Regions from separate parts of the Sus scrofa genome. Here region 1 is linked to region 2. Evidence: chromatin contacts called from public Hi-C data. All regions are on one chromosome and are shown on one strand. The core of a region is the stretch at or near the end of the contact, and the rest is flanking DNA. Distances in the headings are between cores, read along the strand shown. Region 1 holds the start of GPR37L1 (prosaposin receptor GPR37L1). Region 2 overlaps NAV1 (neuron navigator 1).

What was found. Hi-C and Micro-C count contacts between places; a contact is called where the count stands out from the background.
Region 1: a Hi-C map of omental adipose tissue shows a contact between it and region 2, with 1.6 times the contacts expected there. The contact joins the promoter of GPR37L1 here to the enhancer-like site in region 2. A contact is called at or near these places in 1 of 5 promoter capture datasets (liver) and 15 of 47 Hi-C or Micro-C datasets (adipose tissue, alveolar macrophages, brain and 9 more).

What each region holds. Positions count from the first base shown.
Region 1 is chr10:24,305,301-24,308,000 of Sscrofa11.1, forward strand. It overlaps GPR37L1 (prosaposin receptor GPR37L1), which reads left to right and starts at 1,431. Exons shown (of 2, transcript XM_021064532.1): 1 at 1,431-2,414. The coding sequence starts at 1,833.
Region 2 is chr10:24,090,995-24,093,694 of Sscrofa11.1, forward strand. NAV1 (neuron navigator 1) reads left to right here. Exons shown (of 31, transcript XM_021064517.1): 19 at 1,777-1,973; 20 at 2,145-2,337; 21 at 2,453-2,621. Among named protein-coding and RNA genes, the nearest start is that of IPO9, 18 kb to the right of the region's middle. Within about 2 kb of position 1,262, at least 3 of the 83 cell types and tissues checked have an H3K27ac peak or open chromatin away from gene starts, as enhancers often do. A contact at or near this core is called in omental adipose tissue, where this site is marked.

The DNA.
Region 1 (2,700 bases), core at 181-2,680, 210 kb after region 2:
CCCACCTCCCACCAGACTCTTCTCTGCACAGGGGGGTCTGGCCACCCACCCCAGACCTGGGGCTCAGCCTCCAGTTCCCCAGCCTCTGCTCCTCGAACCTTGCAGACACTGCCTCCCAACCAGCACCCCTGCTCCCAGCCGCATGAGCCCACTGCCCATCTGGAATCCTTCTAGAGAACTTGCTCACCAAGCTCAGCCCTCCCCACGGCCCCCAGGATGAGAGGCACACCCCTGGGCCAGGCGCACAAGGGCCTTCCTGGTCCTTCCTCTGCTCACTCCCCAGGCTCCTCGCCCCCAACCCCCAAGTCTCCTTGCCAGGAGTCACACATCCCGCTGTCACACCCCCGTGCCTTTGCATGTGCTGCCTTTTCTCCTCTAGCACCCTTCCTTCCCTGTCATCTGTCTAGCCAGCTCACAGCCACTTTTTGAGGTCCAGTCAAAAGTCACCTCCTGTGGGAGTTCCCGTCGTGGCTCAGTGGTTAACGAATCCGACTGGGAACCATGAGGTTGCGGGTTCGATCCCTGCCCTTGCTCAGTGGGTTAAGGATCTGGCATTGCCATGAGCTGTGGTGTAGGTCGCAGACGCGGCTCAGATCCTGCATTGCTGTGGCTCTGGCATAGGCTGGAGGCTACAGCTCCGATGACACCCCTAGCCTGGGAACCTCCCTATGCCGCAGGAGCAGCCATAGAAAAGGCAAAAAGAAAAAAAAAAAGAAAGAAAAAAAAAGTCACCTCCTCTGGGATGGCTCCTGGGTCCCTCCAGGCTCCTTTGGGCTTCCTCAGCGGCCGGGCCCCGCCTTTCACAGCACACATCGTGATGGTTTCTTCACATATTTGTTCGCCCCCTGCGAAGGCTCCTTGGTGGCTGAGGTCTTTTACATTTTTGTGTATGTGTGTCTAGAACACAGTAGGTGCTCAGTAAATACCTTGTGTCTGCATCAGAACATGACATTTTAAGTCTCTGATTGTGGTTGTTCGGGGTTGCGGGGGGTGAGGAGTTGGCGTGGTCATCAGGTAAGCAGGTGGATTCCTGCCTGCTGAGAACAGCGACAGGTAAAATGTCTGGAGTCGGGGAGTTCTCGTTGAAGCTCAGTGGTTAATGAATCTGACTAGTATCCTTGAGGATGCAGGTTCGATCCCTGGCCTTGCTCAGTGGGTTAAAGATCCAGTGTTTCCGTGAGCTGGGGTGTAGGTTGCAGACAGGGCTCAGATCTGGCATTGCTGTGGCTGTGGTGTAGGCGGGCAGCTGTAGCTCTGATTCGACCCCTAGCCTGGGAACCTCCATATGTCGTGGGTGTGGCCCTAAAAAGCAAAAAAAAAAAAAAAGGTCTGGAGTCAGATCCAGGCCCCGGGCCAGCTTGGCTCTGCAGTGAGTGACTGACCTCAGCAAATCTCTGACTTGGGGTATGGTGCTAAAGGCACCTGCCCCGAAGAGATGTGGTGACGCTTACCCCAGAAACCAGCTCAGTTCGGGGCGTTGTCAGGCTCCTAAATGACAGTGGTGTTGGACTGGGTGCTGCCTCGGGGTCATCTGCTGGAGTTGGGGTGGAGCCCTGCCTCTGCCCTGCGGGCCGGGGTCTTCAGGGTTGGGGACAGCTGGCCTCTGCTGCGGAGCTAATCCAGAAGGGCAGCTAATCGCGCTCTGTGCCCAGCAGAGGGCCCTGCCTGGCCCAGCCAGGGCGGGAGGGAGCTGCTGGGCCCCCGGAGCAGGCTGGCAATGCCAGACGCCTGGTGGGGGCGGACCCAGCGGCCAGCTGCCTGTCTCAAGTCAGCCCGGCACTCGGTCCGGCCTCACCTCCTCTCGTGGACAGCTGCCTCCCGCTCGTCCGGCCATGCGGTGGCTGTGGCCGCTGGTCGTCTCTCTCGCCGTGGCGTCAGCTGTGGGGCCCCGCAGAATCCCCGGGGGCGCCGCCCTGCAGCGGGGCCGGTCTGTGCGAGGCACCGAGGAGGAGGAGGAGGGGGCCAAGGGGGTGCAGCAGTATGTGCCCGAGGAGTGGCCTGAGTACCCCCGGCCCATCCACCCTGCCGGCCCCCAGCCCACTGAGCCCGGGGTGGCCACCAGCCCCCACCCGGACGGGGCTGTGCGCGCTGGGGGCAATGCGACAGGGACGCCGGGCCGGCCGCTGCAGATGCAGAACCCCCTATACCCAGTGACCGAGAGCTCGTATGGGGCCTACGCGGTGCTGCTCCTGGCCCTGGTGCTGTTCGCCGTGGGCATCGTGGGGAACCTGTCGGTCATGTGCATCGTATGGCACAGCTACCACCTGAAGAGCGCCTGGAACTCCATCCTCGCCAGCCTGGCCCTCTGGGACTTCCTGGTCCTCTTCTTCTGCCTCCCTGTCGTCGTCTTCCACGAGATCACCAAGCAGAGGCTGCTGGGCGATGCTTCTTGCCGGGCGGTGCCCTTCGTGGAGGTGAGTGTGTCTCCAGCCATGGGGCGGCCAGATGGGCTAGGAGGCCTGCAGGCTGGGACCCTGTCTTGCTTCTTGTCCCCTCCAGGTTGGACTGGAGACAAATGCGGAGTACGCTCCTGGTGGCTCTCAGGTCCCGAGCAGGCCCTGGGTTCCAGCCCCAGCCTGGCCTCTTGCCTCTGAGGGCCCCAAGGCAGTGTCCCCGCTTCTCTGTATGCAGGGCGGTCCCTCCCCTGCCTAAACCCTCCTCCATCTTTCCACCCAAGAGACGGCTTTGTCCTTTGTGCGG
Region 2 (2,700 bases), core at 12-2,511:
GGAACCAGAATTTCCATGACCAACCAGACGTGTGAGGTCCACTGAGCCCCTGTCCCAACGTCGTGCTGGGTGAGGACCGGAAACAGATCTGGGCGCTCAAGGAGCTGCAGCCTTGCCGGGAAACAAGAAGTCTTGTATGTGTAAAACCGGCGACAGTTTAGTGGTACCAGATGCTCAGTTCAGTCTTGGAGGCTCGTTCCAGAAGAAGCGCACAGAGGGCGGAGGCTAAGCGGGGGTGGGGCTGTGTCAGCCACAGAGGCCTGTGGGCTGCATTCTGCAGAGTCTGGTCAGAAGGGGGCCGCAGGCAGGGAGGATTTGAGCTCTGGGACCCCGAGGAGAGGGAAGGTCTGGACGCAGGATAACTGCGAGACCTGATTCTTAGCATGTCCCTAAGTGAGTTCCCCACCAGCCCACTGAGCTGCTCCGATTGGAGGGGCCCTACCTTTCCTCCCCACACGTCCGCCCAGGAGATGTCCTGAGCTGTCCCTCGGGACGGAGGCCAGTTTTGCTCGATCCACTGTGTCTGGAGCTCACTTGGCCACATAAGCCCTCAGCAGGTGACACGGCACAGTCCACCTGTTCCAGCAGTTCTGCTTTGGGACCACAGAGCCACACATAGCACAGTTCTCACCTAGAGTCTAGGTGATCCTCGAGGGCGGGTGCTCCCGGCAGATGGGGGTCACACACACACGCACATGCACACACACATACACACACACTTCCTGGGAGGCAGGGGCTTCACCGGGTTCAAAGGCAGGCAGGCTGAGTTCTAGCCCCGGGTCTCCATCTCTGCAGAGCACTGAGCTCCCTGGCAGTCTGAGCCGTGCCCCCTGCATTGCACGCACGCTGTGCTGTCCCTCACATCCCATCCTGGCCAGCTTGGTCCTCCCCACGTCCTGCCTGGTAGAGCCCCCGCCCTGCCCTGCAGCTCCAGGACACACCCCTGCAGAGAATCCTCAGTGCGCCCCTCCTCTCTCCCTGTCCCAGAGACCTGGTTGGCTTTGTCCCTGTAGCCTTTGACCCCTCCTTTACTCTCTGTGTCCGGCCGCCGCTCCATCTCCGTGTGTCTGCGTGCGTGTGCATGCCAAATGGATGCATGTGATGGGTGTGGGACAGAACGTGGTTTGCCTCTCCCATCCCTAACGCCCAGCCTCTCCGCCCCCGAGACCAAGCCCGTTACGGTCAGATCACAACCGCCCACGTGCTTGGACGAAATGCTGGGAAGCAGCCCTTGTGGTGGGGGTTTGAGTGGAGGTAGTGGAGAGCAGTTTCAGGCTATCTAGCCACCCTGTGATGTGCTGAGCACAGCAGGCACTGAAAGAAGCTTGGTTCATCTCCCTTCTGTCGATTCCACGGGATCCCACTGTCAGTCTCTGGTGGATGGATTCTGACCCGATGAGCCCTGCTCAGAGGTGGGTCCAGTGGCCAGTGAGCTAGGCTCCAGACTGAGCAGTGACCGGTCTGCTGGAGGAGGCGGGATAGGGCCACTGAGAGGTACAGCACGTGCCCCGGGGGCTCCCCTCCATCCTGCCCTGGGCGCGGTCCCCCCACAGGGGAGGGAGACCCGAGACGTTCCCTTAGCGACAGCACCGAGTCCAAGCTCTCAGCCCAAATCCCTAGGCAAGTCCTTGGCCCATATTCCATGAAGCCAGTGATGCCGCAGAGCGAGGCGCACAGCCAGCAAACCCCCACCTCTGCACTGGGCTCAGAAGCCCCTACCGGCCTCCCAGCTCCAGAGCAGAGCCCTGACGGCTCTCCCCATCTGCTTTCTTCTAGCTCCGAAGTTCCTTTAACAAAGCCTTCAGCATAAAGAAGGGGCCCAAGTCGGCGTCCTCATACTCCGACATCGAGGAGATTGCCACGCCCGACTCCTCGGCCCCCTCGTCCCCCAAGCTGCAGCACGTGTCCACGGAGACCGCCTCGCCCTCCATCAAGTCCTCCACCTCGTCCTCTGCGGGCACCGACGGCCCTGAGTAAGTGCCCCCACGGCTGGCCAGCCAATGTCCCCTCCCCAGGCTGAGAGCAGCAGGTGGACCTGAGACCTTAGACTGGTGATGGCAGCGGGAGGAGCCCTGCCCAACGCGGCTCAACGTCTGACGCCTGGCACTTCCCTGGCATCTGGCCTGACTCTCGCTTCCCTCCAGGGCCCCCACCCACTCCGCTCCCCACGCCAGGCTGTTCCACGGCAGCGAGGAGGAGGAGCCAGAGAAGAAGGAGGTGTCAGAGCTGCGCTCGGAGCTGTGGGAGAAGGAGATGAAGCTCACGGACATCCGCCTGGAAGCCCTCAACTCCGCGCACCAGCTGGACCAGCTGCGGGAGACCATGCACAACATGCAGGTCAGTGCCCGGCGGTGGCGGCCGCGGCAGGATGGGGGCCATGGCAGAACGGGGCTCCAAGGCTCCCGACCGCGCCCCCGCCCTCCGCTGCCCTTCCCGTCTGTTGTCGCCACAGCTGGAGGTGGACCTGCTGAAAGCCGAGAACGACCGGCTGAAGGTGGCCCCGGGCCCCGCAGCAGGCTCTGCTCCGGGGCAGGTCCCGGGATCATCAGCGCTGCCGTCCCCTCGCCGCTCCTTAGGCCTGGCGCTCTCCCACCCCTTCAGCCCGAGTCTTGCAGACACAGGTACGTGTTGGAGAGAAGGAACGGGCTCTCCTCCCATCTCCTCTCGCTCCGGGGGGGCTTCTTTGCGTCTCGGAGGTAA